Linked DNA regions of Mus musculus: region 1 is linked to region 2. The links are chromatin contacts, called in public promoter capture Hi-C maps. All regions are on one chromosome and are shown on one strand. Each heading gives the region's core, a stretch centred on a gene start, on an enhancer-like site or on the middle of the called end of the contact. The rest is flanking DNA. Distances are from core to core; before and after follow the strand shown. Region 1 holds the start of Tnfrsf1b (tumor necrosis factor receptor superfamily, member 1b). Region 2 overlaps Vps13d (vacuolar protein sorting 13D).

Region 1 (4,300 bases), core at 566-3,065, 260 kb after region 2:
TACCCTTGAGGGACAGAGAATAAAAAGTAGCATGGAATCTGTGCTCTATAGAGCAGGTCATGTCTAGGTGGGGGGATGTGTACAGGCCTTTCTGGTGACCTGGCATTTACAAAAGACTCAGAAGTGTTGAGAGATCTGTAATATGGACAATGTGTGTGCAGGGGTCATACACGCACAGTGGTAGACACCTAGTCATCAGCTTCACAGAGCATAGGTTCATGTGAGCAGGCAACACAGATATGTCCATCTGGCCTGGAATACCTTGAAGGTAAGGAAGGGTTCTGCCTCCACCACTAGGAGCTACAAAGGCTTCCCAGATAGAGGTGTCTGGGCTTGAGCAAGGTCTCTCTGTCAAAGGAGGATTTGTGGGAGTTAGAACACAGGCAGACTAGCTAAGAGTCCACGCAACAGTAGTAGAAGGTCTAAGCTGACCTGGGACTGGTCAGGTATGGAAGGAAGTCTGAGGGAAACACCTTCAGCCAAACCACTGTGGATCCCACAAAGCCTTGCGTGTCCCATCCGGTACAGAAGCTCCTGTGCTCTGTCTGTCCCCAGGGACAGACCCCAGCTCAGTGCCCAAAGACCTATCCTTCCTTGGAGCTCAGAGCACAATCCCCACTCAGGCTCCTGACCACAACCATGCACATTCACACTCCGCCCTCAGAACTGGGACTGTCCTGACCCAGAGTCCATCCTTGACACCTCCCTGAGGACCTACACCCACCAAGGATGAGTCCATTCCTTTGCATCCCAGGACCATTGAATATCACCTCCGGACGCAACAGAAGCCACCTTCCACTCTACTCCCCTGCAGTCAGGTAAGCACACCCTGTCCATCAAGGTGGGCTCAGGAGGCAGAGAGCATACATGGAACCAAGCAAAGGCATGTCAGTGCAGCAAGCTCCCTTTAAATCCTTCAAAAAAGGTAATTTCTCTGAGCCTCCTCATTTTTCCGTACCTGTAATCTGCCTTTTTTTACCCTGTCTTCGATCAATGGAGGCAGGAAGGGGGGGGGAGGGGGGCAATGTGAATACCGGATACTGGGATCTTTAATCGGTCCATTTTCCCGAGGTTCCTTGGGGTAGCTGCCCTCTCTGCCACTACACTGAGAACATTCTGAAACGTCCCCTGAACACAGCAAGGCGGATCCATGGAAGCAATCTAGTGACAGAGAAGTGACTCACTCCCCATCGGTCTCTTATACTAGGCGCTTACTTAGACTCCTGGCCCCGCCAACATCTAGTAATCCCAGGGTTTCTAAGAAAGAGACAGACCATGGCGCAGAGAAGGAAGTCTTCAGACGACACAACCCGCTCAAGCAATGGGGCAGTGGCCCTGGTCCTTCCCGCCTCGAGACCGCGGGACAGAAGGGATTTCGCAAGGATGAACAGTGTTCCTGAGCCCTGCTGGGTGTTATTCGAGCCCTGATCAAGCTCGCGGAGAAAGCCACTGGGTATTTCTGGAACATAAGGCTGTCGGGAACCGAGTACCACCCCAGGATCCCAACGGGCCAGACCTCGGGTCCCCAGTGGGTCCCCAGAGGCGCGTGGCGCGTGTCTGCTGGGGACGTGATGGCCTCTCATGCTGTCCCGGAATTGTGCAGTAGCAGTAGCTGGAATGGGCACTTTGTGATGCGCAGCTGTCCCCCGTGACCCCAAGAGTCACCCACCTGGGCGGGCACTGTGTGCCCGGTGGCCCACAGCTGCAGTTCGAAGACCAGCGCGACCCAGAGGGCGGCGGGCGCCATAGGGGCAGCGGTGGCTCCCGCCCTTGTGCCTGGAGCTCTAGTGCCTCAGCTGCGCTCTAGCTGGTGACTGAAAGCGAAACCCTCAGGCCAGGAGCTAGGGCAGACCAGGGGGTGGGGGGAGGGCGGGAATGGGCGGGGCCGCGCCCTGAGGACACGCCTCTTTACACAGAGTCCTCGCCCCTCGCAGGACACCTCCACCTGTGATTCCCTGGCATCTCTGGGCCTCTTTCTCCAGCATCTCTTCCGGGAATGAATGCGCTTCTATCACTCCTTCCTCTTCGAGACACCCTTCCAGTGGTGGGGAAGAGACTGGCGCAGGTGTCCACTATATTCGTGACTGGGTGCCCTGATTGGGCCTCCCCCAGCTAATTTGTCACCATCAGCCCGTCCCAGATCTCATGGACTTCCTACTCTTCGTGGTAGGACATGGGGGGAAAGCAGTCCCAAAGTTGGCACCGCTCAGGAGAACCAAAGCCTTCTAGATAATTCACTCATTTAGACTCTAGAGCCAGGCTAACTCCACATGAATGTTTGCATCTTCTCATGGAGCTTATTAATATGAGCTATATAATATGGCTCCTATAATGTGCAGCATATGTCTGCTTACTCGGAGTGTACAGGCATAGTATAAGCAGCATTGCATAGGTATAGCTCTTTTTAATATGTTTCATTTTTTCCTTAAACATACTTGGAACCCTAAGTAAGAGCAGTCCTCTTTTTCTGAGTTCTCTTGGCTGATAGGTAAACAGAAATCGAGGAAGAAAACCATCCAGAAAGTCTTGCTTCCTAGAACTGACCTCATCAGCAAGCTCCCAAGGACAGTGCATATCCCTACAGCCCTGAATATGGAGTATTTGGAGAGGTAGGGTGGGTAGGGAGGCAGGCAACTATTCTGTCCCTCCTCATGGACACATACACTCTTACTGTAGGCTGATTGAGATACTGAGAGACCCGCAGCCACTGGCCCTTGTGAGGGCCACCTCAAGGACGGTACTTTTAGGTGCTGGGGGAGAAACTGGGAAGTGACCCTTGGGAGGATGGAAAATCCCACCTGCTGGTCAGGAGCCTGGGAAATCACCTGGTTCTCACATGTTTCTGAGACATAGGTCTCAGCTCAAAACCTCAACCCTGAAGAGGGGTAGCCACTGAGCAGGCAGGGAGGGTTCTGGTCTTTAAGCCTCCTGTGGAAGACATGTGGAGGAGGTGCTCTGGTCTATCTGAGAAAGCTGAAAGCCAGTGTCACCTGTCAGAAGCAAGATTCAGTGGTCTGCCCTGGATTCTGCCCAGTGGGTCCAATTTACTCATTCTCTCCAGGCAGGTAACAATGCCACCAAGAATCACATGTGGGAGACCATAGGCTGGTTCCTAACTTAGTCTGTATTCTGCGGTTCAGCATCACACATGTCATACACTTTGAAGAGAACGGGGTGACTTCGTTTCATGGTTCTCATCCAACGTTAATGGAACATAGCTGACGATAGCCTTGGTGGCAAAAACTACATAGTAAGAGATACGGATGGTGTGTGTGTGTGTGTGTGTGTGTGTGTGTGTGTGTGTGTGTGTGTGTGTTTGTGTGTGTGTTTGTGTTTCTCTTTTTCTTCTTATAAAGCCGCCAATAGCAATCACAGCAGCTCTACCCTGATGATTTTTTAAAATGCTACTTACGATATAGCATCAGCTGTTATTCTGTGAAAATAGTACAGCCTGACAGCCCACCTCCACCCCCCAACCCCCCCCCCCGCCCAATCCCTGACAGCTAACTTAGCACCTGTGCAGGTGCCTTGCAAATCTTCACCAGGGATCACTTGCTATTCACACTGATAACACTTAGTAGTTGTGAAACCAGCAGTTACTGGAAGACTACTCAGGGTCAGCAACATATGTCTGCTGGTACATGTGGTCTTGCAGGAGCAGGGGTGGGGGGAGATGAAGTTTTATAGGACCTTTCACAGCTAGGAGGGAGTAGTGTTGTTTCAAACCCAGTTTAGTTACCTTCAAAGTCAAGGAGCTCCTACACAGCCCAGTCACTGTTCACTCTGTCACATTATATACTCCTCTAGGACACAGGTACACCATCCTGTTCTGGCTATTCCCTTGGTGCCTAGGGAACACACAATAAGGACAGCTCAATAAAATGGAAGTGAGTGAGGACTTCTGCTAAGTATACACAAGAGACAATAAAGAGATGAATATTAACCAGACGTGGTGGTGCATGCCTTTAATTCCAGCACTAGGGAGGAAGATCTCAGAGAGTTCAAGGCCAGCTTGATGTATATAGTGAATATATATAGCGAATATCAGGACAGCCAGGGCTATATAGAGAAACCTTGTCTCAAAACACCAAGTGGGGAACATTAACGAATGGCTAGGTATATATCAGGGTTGGAATCCAGTCTAATCCAGTCAGTGCTTGGCTCTATCAACCCCACCATTCACCTTTTAGTCCATAAGCCCCACAGTACAGAAAAGGTCCCATTGTTCTTATATCAGTCAGCAGAGATAGGATGGTGGATTTCATAAGGGTCGCAGACGGATCATCTTAATCTGGTACCT
Region 2 (4,855 bases), core at 2,198-4,697:
GAGGAGAATGGGAAGTAGCAGAGGTGCACAGAACTGATGAGCCTGCTATGAAGCCTTAGCAGACCTTAAATTGGATGTCAGTGACAATCTGTTTAATACTGTTTAATTAAATGGAAAAAAACCCCACAAAACTAAATACAACTTGATGTGGGAGATCAAAGTTGACGCTGCTGTGGCACTGGGGACTTTGTGGGGTTTTCACTCCATCAGGAAGTAATTACACAATATTTTCCAGAAGTGAAACAGTGAGTATAAGTGGAAAAAAATGTGGAAACATTTAGTTAGAACAGTAGAGCAAGGTATTAAAGACTCCTTTAACGGGTTAACTCTGAGGGGAATATGCAAATAATTAGGTCCTTAAACATGTTTTTAATTACAAATCTAGGATAAAAGTCAGAGGTAGAAGTCGGCACCAGAGTTTTTCCTGAGTACGCCCTTCCTGCAGAGGGATGACTAGACCACTCACATGACCCTGAGTACAGGCTGATAACAGAGGACACTCCGAGCCACGTCTGCCAGGGTCCCTTGTGACCTCTCCTATATGCCCAGGAAGACTGGGGTCACATGCCTCCCTCACCACCCACTGGCTAGGCTCCACCTTCAGCGTGGGTGGAGATACAAGGTCCTCATCTTCAAAGTTAAAATTCAGGCAGTAACTGTGCCCAGATCACATGAAACTTCAAGTGTTTTATGAAACTCATTTTGCTGATTTCTTCCTGGCTGCAGATTTTAGCTCACTGGCCTGTTTCCAGGGTGTGTACCATGTGGGCAGCAACTCTACGATGCCTGGACTATACAATTTGTCCAGAGTGTTTTTCTGTTCTTCTATCATTCTATTACAAATGAATCTTGTTTCAAAGAACCAGAGATGGTTTGGATCAAATAGAGGTGGGTTAACAAAGAATTTAAGATTTAACACCCAAAGATCTGTAATTTTACTTAGCCCATCCTCCTTTTTGAGACAGGGATGCCAGGCTGACTGTGGAAGGTAGCTGAGGCTGACTTTAAACTTGTGGTCCTCCTGCCTCCATCTCCTGAGTGCAAATGCTACTACTCTTGGTTTATGCAGTGCTAGACATGGAACCTGGGGCACTGTGCATGCTAAGCAAGCATTCTACCAGCTTAGCTACATCTCTCACCCCTTACTTATCCTTTGATAGTATCCCTAAGTCCTCATGGGAAATGGAAAGTAGGACATGTGTTAACACAAATGTTGACCTGCAGCTCTCCAGCTGAGTTTATTGAGTGATTTAAACCCCAGGCACTTCTAGGTTCAGAGGGTTCTCCAGTGAGTGGGACACCCTAGCTATCACTGGCTGACACTCCAGTAGAGTCTATATTATGTTCCGTTTTGCTGAGAAATGACTCTCTAGGTTTGAGTCTGAGGCTCAAAATCCCATCAATAGTGCAGTTTATAGGAAGGTCTCAGCCCTCTCAGCGTTCAGAAATGAAGATCTAAGTTTCTGTTGTTGAAGCCTCTCGGTGCACAGCATGTGTTGGTAGCAGAATAGGCTCAAGGGAAGAAGTGCACAGCACTATTTAGAGATACTCCAGTGATACCATGGCAGGATACACCTAAGAAGATGCCATATCCTATCTCCTAAATTCTAGACTTCGTTTTCTATGTTCTCATTCAAACAAGATATGAAATGGGAATTGAGGCCTCTGGTATTGTCTCAAGCAATGACACTGAAGGCCACCCCCAGGAGCTAATCTTCCCCTGAACGCTTCCACCAGTCAGCAACACCCACAGTGCCAGAATCTTCCCTAGTTCGCTTCACCTCAGAGGATACAAGTTACACTAGGACATTTCTACGCCCCAAATTCAGTCATCTCACACCTGGTCAAGAGAGCACAGGTCACACAGCACCTTACATTCGGAGAATTTCCACAAAATAGCACCAGAGACTACCATGGTTACCATGTCAGCTAAGAATAATCTCACTAACTGAAAATGTGTAAGAGCAACAAAATAATTAAGAAAACTGCATTTCCAGGATATTCGATGGGTAATAATTTGCTTCTTAGTTTCAGTTTGCTAGCATTCTCTAGCAAACAGTAAAGTTAAAAAAAAATATATGGGGCGTGGTGGTGCACGCCTTTAATCCCAGCACTCGGGAGGCAGAGGCAGGCGGATTTCTGAGTTCGATGCCAGCCTGGTCTACAAAGTGAGTTCCAGGACAGCCAGAGCTATATAGAGAAACCCTGTCTCAAAAAACAAAACAAAACAAAACAAAACAAAACAAAACAAAACAAAACAAAATATATATAAGGGACAAAAGTCCCTTAAGACTGAGACTATCTCATGCCCCGGCCTCTCTGAACTGACTACAGAGACTGATACCGCAGAGACAACACAGGGAGGTCTGCTTTGGAGCAGGCTGAGAGCCATTCCCTCTGGTACTGGTCATTTACAATCTGACATTTAGGACAAGTCATTCTTTAGTCTCTTCCAAGGGCTGTATCAGCATGAAGCTCCTGGGTCATAAAGAAATTTCTCAAAGACAGACAAGGCAAAACAGTAGACCAATGGGCTGTTTCTTACAGCCCCCCACTTACAACTCGTCCTGGATGTTGTCCGTTAGCTTGAAGAGCTGTTCCTGTCCTTCTGCTTGGCTCTCAGAATATCGAGGAAGCAGCCCCTGGGGACCAGTGCAGCAACGTGGTTTCCGAACCCTCTGGGCTTGGGTCCTAGAAGGGCAAATGGACAAGAAGAGGTTAAAGTGTCATGGTTAAAAGGATTTTCCTTCCTTGTTTGAAAAGGCATTGCTTAATAGACAGAATCCAGCTGCTGCAGGACTGTGTGGTATATGACATGCCCACTGTGGATTCAGACTGGACTTTACGATCTTTTGGCTCTAAATTATTATGACGTTCAATGTGCTAACTTCCTTAGCTCCCCATTTCACTTTTTGTGTGATAGGATGTCATTACCTATCTGTTGGGCTTCTGCTGGAGAGCATAGATTACCGATCACCATGGCTCTTTAGGATGATTATCACAAGCTTCCCGTGGCCCACACCATTTGGCTAAGGGTCTCTTTGGGTCAGCCCTCTGGGGACATGCCGTGGGTTCAGGAAGAACACAGCAGGGGCCTAGGCTATAGTGTGAACCTACCATGTTACCAGGTTCCTATGGAGTGAGCTCAGTCTCCCTGGTAAAGAGTAAGGAATGCAGCAGCCACGGGAAGGAGCTAGTCCCAGGCCACAGCAGCAGCTCTAACTCATGCCCTTGGCTGTTGGTTGCCTAAAGGAATCTGCTTTGCTATGGCTTTCAGGGTCGGCTGCTGTTGTCTTTTTCCACAAACCATAGACAGGATAATTGATAAATACTTTTTGGTGTTTTCCTAGAAACAGGAGTCCATATTTGTCTTGGAAAGACAGCACATACTTCAGATGACTGATAAGCCTGTACTGGGTCTGTCCTTAGCTGTGCACTTGCTGTACTTTCTATTATTTGTTCCTGGAACCCACTGAAGCAAAACATCCCTCTCTAGACATACCTCAACGAGGGGAGCAGGCAGCCGCACTGAATCAGCACTTTAGAACCGGTGCTAGTGGAGACAGACCGACCGGGAAGAGGTACTCTGTAGGGCAAGTCTGGGTAGGATCCTGGAAGCAGAAGCCTGGAACTTGCCACAGGCTATCTGCAGAGCTAAGATCATTGCAAGTGTTTCTGGACACAGGTCAGGCTGAGTTCGCCAGGCTGTGGGTCCAGAAGGTGCCATGGGGGGAGGTATATACATGTGACAGTTCGTAGGAAGCCAGAGAGTGAGTCTCCTACTCCCAGACAATTTTCAAATATTTAGGTATGAGGGTGCTTAAGTCTTGGTTGTGTTTCCAGGAGTTATATAAAGACACAGTGACTTGCATGAGGGACTAGGTAATGGGTTGGCTTCATTTACAGCACATATTTACATACTCCACTATGCTTAGGCTCAATTCCTCCTTCAAGGTTTAGGCTTACTAATGTGCCGACCCCTGAGTTCTCCCTGAAAGCAGGGATGGTGATGTTGGCAGACACTATGGGTCCACTGTAGAGGAACTTTATAACTGCTCAGCTTTGGATGCTAGCAGGTCACCATATACAAGGTGTCCGCAGGAAGGTGCTGGGTGCACTTTTCCAGATAGCGTGTTTTAGTTTCCTGGCCTGGTGAAACAACTGCTGTCATTTCACTGTCTAGACGGATCAATAACATGTCTTCCCCAAGCATTCCCATAGTTCTTTTGCCTAAGAAACTCTGGAAGTGCCACTGGATAGCAAGTAGAAGACCAGACATCCCTTCTAAAGGGAGATGGTGAGGTCACTTTCCTACCTCCTTTCAACACAAGGTTTGATTATCCTTTCACCCCACTTCCCAACTTGCAGATATTTGTGGGCTTTCCTATAACATATACTTCACACTAACTATAATATCCACCTCTCTACACCTGCTAACAAATTTGGGTTTATCTGCTTTGAGTGAGGGTCTTACTATGTCGTAGCTCATGCGGGGCCTGAACTTATATATAGCTCTAGCTGGCCCTGAACTGGCTGGCCTGCCTTAGCCTCCTGCATGCCAATTCCCCCTACATCAGTGAGAATATCACCTCACTCAGACATGTGTGTATTTATTGCCTCCACACAAACAGCACACACCATGAGAAAAAAACATTTGGCTTCAGCAGCGCCTGGCTGCCTGCAGAGAAGCAACAGAATGGTGAATGGTTTGCGAGAGGGGAACAGTGGAGGCCTACACTGGGCTGCAAAGCAAAGACGAGGTTTTATGATGTTTAAGGGGCATCATCTCATTTTCCTAGGGTACTTCTGTCTAGTCCACTAGGGAAACAAAGGAAAGATGTGAAACTTTGTGGAC

What was found. Promoter capture Hi-C pulls out the DNA fragments that hold promoters and counts their contacts.
Region 1: a contact with region 2 is called in a promoter capture Hi-C map of pre-B cells. The contact joins the promoter of Tnfrsf1b here to the enhancer-like site in region 2. A contact is called at or near these places in 4 of 39 promoter capture datasets (the C10 cell line, the HPC-7 cell line, liver and 1 more), 1 of 484 Hi-C or Micro-C datasets (B cells), 4 of 115 datasets of contacts at active chromatin or transcription factors (bone marrow-derived dendritic cells, bone marrow-derived macrophages, embryonic stem cells and 1 more) and 1 of 9 other capture datasets (adipose tissue).

Annotation. Positions count from the first base shown.
Region 1 is chr4:145,245,055-145,249,354 of GRCm38.p6, forward strand. Tnfrsf1b (tumor necrosis factor receptor superfamily, member 1b) reads right to left here and starts at 1,816. Exons shown (of 10, transcript NM_011610.3): 1 at 1,670-1,816. The coding sequence starts at 1,747. It overlaps Gm36233 (a long non-coding RNA gene), which reads right to left. Exons shown (of 3, transcript XR_001784499.2): 3 at 3,744-3,848.
Region 2 is chr4:144,980,759-144,985,613 of GRCm38.p6, forward strand. Vps13d (vacuolar protein sorting 13D) reads right to left here. Exons shown (of 70, transcript NM_001276465.1): 68 at 2,560-2,691. Among named protein-coding and RNA genes, the nearest start is that of Gm36317, 20 kb to the left of the region's middle. Within about 2 kb of position 3,448, at least 44 of the 459 cell types and tissues checked have an H3K27ac peak or open chromatin away from gene starts, as enhancers often do. A contact at or near this core is called in adipose tissue, where this site is marked.